2 separate regions of the Mus musculus genome follow, and region 1 is linked to region 2. The links are chromatin contacts, called in public HiChIP or PLAC-seq maps. All regions are on one chromosome and are shown on one strand. Each heading gives the region's core, a stretch centred on a gene start, on an enhancer-like site or on the middle of the called end of the contact. The rest is flanking DNA. Distances are from core to core; before and after follow the strand shown.

Region 1 (3,399 bases), core at 335-2,834, 340 kb before region 2:
AAGCCTTAACTTGACCAGGGAACCAGTGGAGTCCCAGGGACGCACAGGCTGTTACCTAGTCCTGGATAACAGCCAGGTGTCACCAGCATCTTTGGATCAGTGTTCTTTTTCTTTGGGGCCCTGCTCTTGTGAGTGTGCGCGCCATCTTTGCACAGGGGCCATGCTAATCTCCGTATCAGGCCAATGTTAGTGAGTGACAGTTGAAGAAAACAGCATGATTCTTAGAAGATGCATTCCATACTTTACCAAACTGGGAACCCTGCCGAGGGTTTTTCTCAGCCCACTGCTGAGGAAGACTCAGGCCTAATCAGTCTACTGACCTCAATGTCTCTCAGCTCCCCTGCCCCACAGAGACTAGGTCATGGTCATTTCTCGCTTGGTATCTTGGCAAACCTTGGTTCTTCACTGCCCACTAGTTTTTTTGTTTTGATTTTGTTTTTTCTCCCTGTCACCCAGATTACAAGCCCCTAAGGGTTAACTGCAGGACCCTCCTGTTTCTTTTTCTATTATTTTGAGACAAGTTCTCACTAAAGTTGACCAGGAAGACTGGCATTGAAACTCACTCTGCAAACCAAGCAGGTCTACAAATGGTGAGGCTCCTGCCTCAGCCTGGCTAGTACTACCCATCAAGGCCCATGTGCTGGGCCCAGCTTTTCTACGCTTCATTTTAAATGCCAGTGTCAACCTTGTAACTCCCACAGTCTGTCCCTTCAGTAAATTCTAAACGCCGACATGTTTGCTCCCTTGCCTGTACCTCCGTGTTCCTCTATTGCCTTAAAACCTTGATCTGTCCCCTACCCCCTAGTTTGCTCGGCCCATCTGCAAAAGACTCCTACCACACCCTGCAAAGCAGAGAGGGCCATGCTTCATCTCCAGCTTGGGTTGGGGCGGACAGGTCCGGGGAGGTTTTATTCCCACTCACAGGTTACCCTGAACTCACAACCACAGAATTCTTAGTCTGGTCACCAAGGCTGGCCCCTTAGGATCGCTAGCACTTGGGACTGTCATCAGAGAGCGCTAAGTTGTTCACCCTCCTGCACTCACGCGATGAGGTACTCTGTGCAAGCGACTGCGAGCATTACTTTTTTTTTTTTTGCCAGGGGCGACAGTGCTCTTACTTTAATGCCCCCACCCCGTCGCTCTTGGAGGGAGGTGCACGTCAGCGGTCCCCGTGCGGAGTTGCATAGACAGCTGGCCCATCGCCCCCGCCCCGGTGGGCAATAAGTAACCAGAGCGGTGACCAGGGTGCTCTTTGAACGGAGGGGGACAAAAGGCCCTGTGTGCGCTGCGGGTTACTGATTTACCGCCCCCTCCACCCAACCACTCCCGCCGCGCGGGCGCCAAGGTCCCCGGGACAGAGGGGGCAGCTCGGGAGCTCCACGGCCGCTGTCCCCACGGCGGCCGGGAGTACGGTGTGTGGCCCAACTGGCCCAGAGCTAGAGGGCTCCGCTCCCGGCGCAGGGGCCCGGCTCACCTGGCTCCTCCGCCGCCCGGCTCCCGCGCGCGCGGGTCACGATCCCGGCAGGGCTGGCACACTCACCCGCCCGGAGCTCCTCCGCCCCGGGCCGAAGAGCCAGGAATGTCCCTGCAACTGCAGCGTGGCGGGGGGCTGCCCCCTCCTGCCCCGCCCACCTCGGACTCCGCCCCTCCTGGACCACTTCTGATCTGAGAGGCGTGGTCCGAGACCCGGCAAATGTCAGCCCGGTACCCTAGTGCGGGAGCTCCCCGTTGGGACTGGATCGCCCAGTCTCAGTCGTTCCGGGGCCCCACGTCCAACCTGCAAGGTCTAACTTGCTACCTTGCTCTATCCTTTGCTCTTCCTCAATTTGGCACTCACCAGGCTCTCTGGTTTTCCGTGAAATCACAGAACATCAGAGAGACCTGACCTCTCCTTGGCCTGAGCGACCTTCAGAGGATATTTAAAATATATCTCGGTCGGTCGGGGTGGCGGCGGCGCACTGGGGAGGCAGAGGCAGGTGGGTTTCTGAGTTCGAGGCCAGCCTGGTCTACAGAGTGAGTTCTAGAACAGCCAGAGCTATACAGAGAAACACAGTCTCGGAAAAGAGGGGGGGGGGAGGGAGGGAGAGAGAGAGAGAGAGAAAGAGAGAGAGGAAAAAACTTTAAACTTTAATTTGTAAAAAGTTGTGCTTTTATTTTTAAAAGTTTAAATTTTCACTCTAAAAAGTTTTTTTGTTGTTTCTTTTTGTTTGTTTGGGGTTTTTGTTTTTGTTTTTGTTTTTTCAAGACAGGGTTTCTCTGTATAGCCCTGGCTGTCCTGGAACTCACTTTGTAGACCAGGCTGGCCTTAAACTCAGAAGTTTGCCTGCCTCTGCTTCCCAAGTGCTGGGATTAAAGGCGTGTGCCACCACTGCCCCGCCCTGACTGCTCTTCCAGAGGTCCTGAGTTCAATTCCCAGCAACCACATGGTGGCTCACAACCATCTGTAATGGGATCCGATGCCTTCTTCTGCTGTGTCTGAGAGCAGCTACAGTGGACTCACATACATAAAATAAATAATGCTTTAAAAGAATACTTCCTCTGGTTTTTACATAGATAGTGTTGTGATGACATGGTGGTCTGGTCCACATGTACAGACCTCCTCCTCCTGTGTTGCTCCCCATCCTATCCCTGGGTCTTTGCTCACCCATCCCCTGTTCCTAGTCTAACCTGCTCTCTATTGGTCTGGCACTTTGGTCTCCGTTCAAGGCCCCAGGACATCCCTGGGGATTTGCCAAGTCCCCTTTGTTAGGATGGAGAAAAGAATGAGCCCTGAATCTCAGTACTGTCTATCAGCCTTGTCTCTGTCTTTGTTTGCTCCTCAGCAAATCAGTAAATGATAGTAGGCTGCTGAAGAGACTTGCTGGAAGGAGAATTCACATGTTCATATCTGACCTGTGAGCACTAACAGCCATTCTTTCTTCTTCGCACTTGGCAGGCTGTAACTGCATAGTTGTTATTCATGTAATCAGCTGGGGACCGACCACTAAGCTCCCGGAAGCCAGGAACTGAGTCAGTGGACTTCACTTTTGTATCTCAAGTGCCTGGCACACAGCAGGTGCCTCCAGAGAGCTCCACCCCCACCTGGCTCAGGTGTATCTCATCTACCAGCACTTCTGTCAATCGAATGGACTGTAGCTTAGCTATGAAGTCAGCCAGGCCAAATTTCACCTGAAGTCCCAAGATGTTTGCCTCTATGAAGCGTTTTGGAAAAAAAAAAAGCTCAACTCAGGCCATCTGCAGAGCTCCTAGCTATCACTCAGGGATGAGAGCCTGCCTGGGAAGCAGCAGCTTCCTTTCCTTCAAAAAAAAAAAAAAAATCAGTGGGGCATGGTGGCACACGCCTTTAATCCCAGCACTCGGGAGGCAGAGTCAGGCAGATTTCTGAGTTCGAGGCCAGCC
Region 2 (3,073 bases), core at 364-2,863:
GACACATTCAAACCATAGTACCAGCCAGAAGTACACAGACAGAACCAAGACCCTTCCTTCCCTCGTTTTTACAGGACTGATTGAACAAGGACACTCAAGAACAACCAGAGAAGTAGTGTTCGCTGTTAACAGTTGAGGGCCGTGTGACGTCCGTCTAGCACACCCTGAAAGCCCCAAGCTCCATCTGATACATCAAATGAGGCTACCTCACCCAGCGGTAAGGATTAAACAAATACTCCATTTACTCACGAAAATACACAGACGAGAAGTGAAAACATATGTCCACACAACAGTTTGTACACAGAAGTTAATAGCAGCTTTTTGTAACTGCCCAAACAACTCAAGTGCTCCACCATTGGTGGATAAATAGAGACACAAGTCACAGCGCCATTGCTGCCAGGCAAGGAGCACACTTCTGGGACTCAGAGGAGCCTCCGTGCAAGCACAGAAGCTCCAAAGTGGTGAATTCATGAATAGTCATATCCCACTTTTTGTAATAACTGCCTTTGAAGTACTGGAGATACAAATTGCAGGTACAAAGGATGCATTACTGCGAGAGAAAATGGGGTTAGGCAGCGGCAGGCCTCTGGTTATCTTTGTCAATTGATCAGTATGTAACTCAGTGGTGTGTGTTTTCTGTTCAAAGGCACAACACTTTGGTGTGTGTGTGTGAGAGGGGGGGGGGGGCTTGGCATTGAACTCCTGCCCCAATGCATCATGGGTCACAACTGTTTATTTAACATGCATGCTTCTCTGTGAGACACAAAGCAGCAACCTTCTTCTTCTGACTAGAAACACTTGCCAGCATTTCTGCCTTACGTGCTGGGCCATTTAAAACAGGGGAATTGCCAAGAAAAAGCACCAAAAAGCTAAAAAGGTAGTAAGTAAACTGATAAAGAGCTGCCTGCTCAGTGGCAGCTTTGTTTGGATTCATTCACGTATTCATGGTTCACTACAAAGTCACCATTCCCTTGAAAGTTACTTTTTCATGTTTTAAAGATTGTTTGTTTGTTTGTTTGTTTGTTTGTGTCTAGGTCTGCTTGCATGGGTTCATGTGTTCCACGTGCATGCAAGGTGCCTCTGAGTCCAGAAGGTGTCTTGATTGGAACTGGAGTTACAGAGTATCTGATGTGGGTGCAGAGAACTGAACCTGGGTCCTCTGTAAGAGCCTTAAGTGTTCTTAACCCCTGAGCCATCTCTCCAGCCTGTAACATTGTTGTTTAGAGGTAGAAGTTGTTCAACCACAGCTGGAAACACACACACACACACACACACACACACACACACACACACACACACACACACTTGAGGACAACTGACATTGTATCCACAAATGCCCACAGAGGACCACAAAAGCATCCCAGACACTGACTTGGAATTACAAATACCTTGTTGCTGGTAGACAAATTTGAAACATGGAATCCCCCAAATTCTGAGAATTAATTGTGCAGTTGACCCCCGCCCCCAGGGCAGCTTGATTCCCATCTCCACCCCTCACCCCTCACCCCTCACCCCTCACCCCTTACCAAATGGGAGCGGTGGAGCATGCTCTAGCAGGCAATGGTTGGAAGATGCTCTGGCACAGTGGTCTGGATTTGCACAAAGCTGACTCACATCCTCTCTCTGCGCTCCAGTCACCTCAGGATGACTCATAATTCCGATACAATGTACATGTTATGTAAATAGTTAGCGTACATGTTATGTAAATTCTTGGATCTTCTAGAGAATAATGGCCAGAAGAAAAATATGTACAGGTTGAGAATAGTGCAACTTTTTAAGCGCTCTTGATAATCGACGGGCTGAATCTGAGCTTGAGAGACTGGCGGATACAGAGATTCAGTTGTATATTTAGTTCTAAAGAAAACAGAATCTGGGGCTGGAGAGATGGCTCAGTGGTTAAGAGCACTGACTGCTCTTCCAGAGATCCTGAGTTCAATTCCCAGCAACCACATGGTGGCTCACAACCATCTGTAATGGGATCTGATGCCCTCTTCTGGTGTGTCTGAAGACAGCAACAGTGTACTCACATACATAAAATAAATAACTCTTAAAAAAAAAAAAGAAGGAGAAGAAGAAAGAAAGAGAGAAAGAAAGAAAGGAAGGAAGGAAAAAAGAAAGAAAGAAAGAAAGAAAGAAAGAAAGAAAGGAAGGAAGGAAGGAAGGAAGGAAGAAAGGAAGGAAGGAAGGAGGAAGAAGGAAAGAAAGAAAGAAAGAAGGAAAGAAAGAAAGAAAGAAAGAGAAAGAAAGAAAGAAAGAAAGAAAGAAAGAAAGAAAGAAAGAAAGAAAGAAAGGAGGAAAGAAAGAAAGAAGACAGAATCAGCCCACAGTGGCAGAAAGCAGCTTGATGGCCTGTGGCAAGTGAGGAAGAGCAGAGCTGCTGAGCAGTCCCAGGGCACCTTAGGGTGCTGAGATGGTCTCCAGCCTGATTGCGGTAGAAGTCTCCCGGAGAACAAAAGCATCTATAAAATGCATTGAAGTATGGACTTAACATGGGTGCATTTAGTCTGAGTCTTAGGCATACCTCCGTTCCCCAGGTACAGAGAAGAGGCTGCCAGCTTCAAACCCACTCAGAAACTCTGTCTGCACCTGTCTTCTCATGAGAGGGTGTGTTCAACCTCACCCTCAGCGTCTCCTATTTTCCCATTTCGTCAGTCAAGACTCTCTATATTTATAGTTTTTCCATCTATGTGTGTATTTTCTGGGTGGGGGAGGGTGCACTAAAGTGTGTGCAGAGAACAGAGGACAACTTTCAACATGGATTCTGGGAGTCAAACTCAGGTCTTCAGGCTTTGAGCCATTTTCTTGGACCTTAGTCAAAACTTGTTTGTTTGTTTGTTTGTTTGTTTGTTTGTCTATTTATCTCTATTTTATATGTACTGTTGTGGGGGGTGTCAGAGCTCCTGTAATTAAGGTTATGAACAGTTGTGAGCTGCCATGTGGCTTATGGGAATCAAACCCAGATCCTCTGGAAGAGCAGCCAGTGCTCTTAATGGCTGAGCCATCTCTCCAGTCCCTAGTCAAAACTCTTGGTTGCAAGTGGCCGAATCCAAAAACAAAAAACAAAACAAGGGTG

The links. HiChIP or PLAC-seq counts read pairs in DNA pulled down with a chosen protein or histone mark.
Region 1: a FOXA1 HiChIP or PLAC-seq map of pancreatic cancer cells shows a contact between it and region 2. The contact joins the promoter of Fgfr4 here to the enhancer-like site in region 2. A contact is called at or near these places in 6 of 484 Hi-C or Micro-C datasets (B cells, the BV-2 cell line, bone marrow-derived macrophages and 2 more), 11 of 115 datasets of contacts at active chromatin or transcription factors (astrocytes, craniofacial prominence, embryonic basal ganglia and 8 more) and 2 of 9 other capture datasets (adipose tissue and liver).

What each region holds. Positions count from the first base shown.
Region 1 is chr13:55,151,003-55,154,401 of GRCm38.p6, reverse strand. Fgfr4 (fibroblast growth factor receptor 4) reads right to left here and starts at 1,584. Exons shown (of 18, transcript NM_008011.2): 1 at 1,475-1,584.
Region 2 is chr13:54,812,136-54,815,208 of GRCm38.p6, reverse strand. No RefSeq gene overlaps it. Among named protein-coding and RNA genes, the nearest start is that of Tspan17, 24 kb to the right of the region's middle. Within about 2 kb of position 1,613, at least 14 of the 459 cell types and tissues checked have an H3K27ac peak or open chromatin away from gene starts, as enhancers often do. A contact at or near this core is called in pancreatic cancer cells, where this site is marked.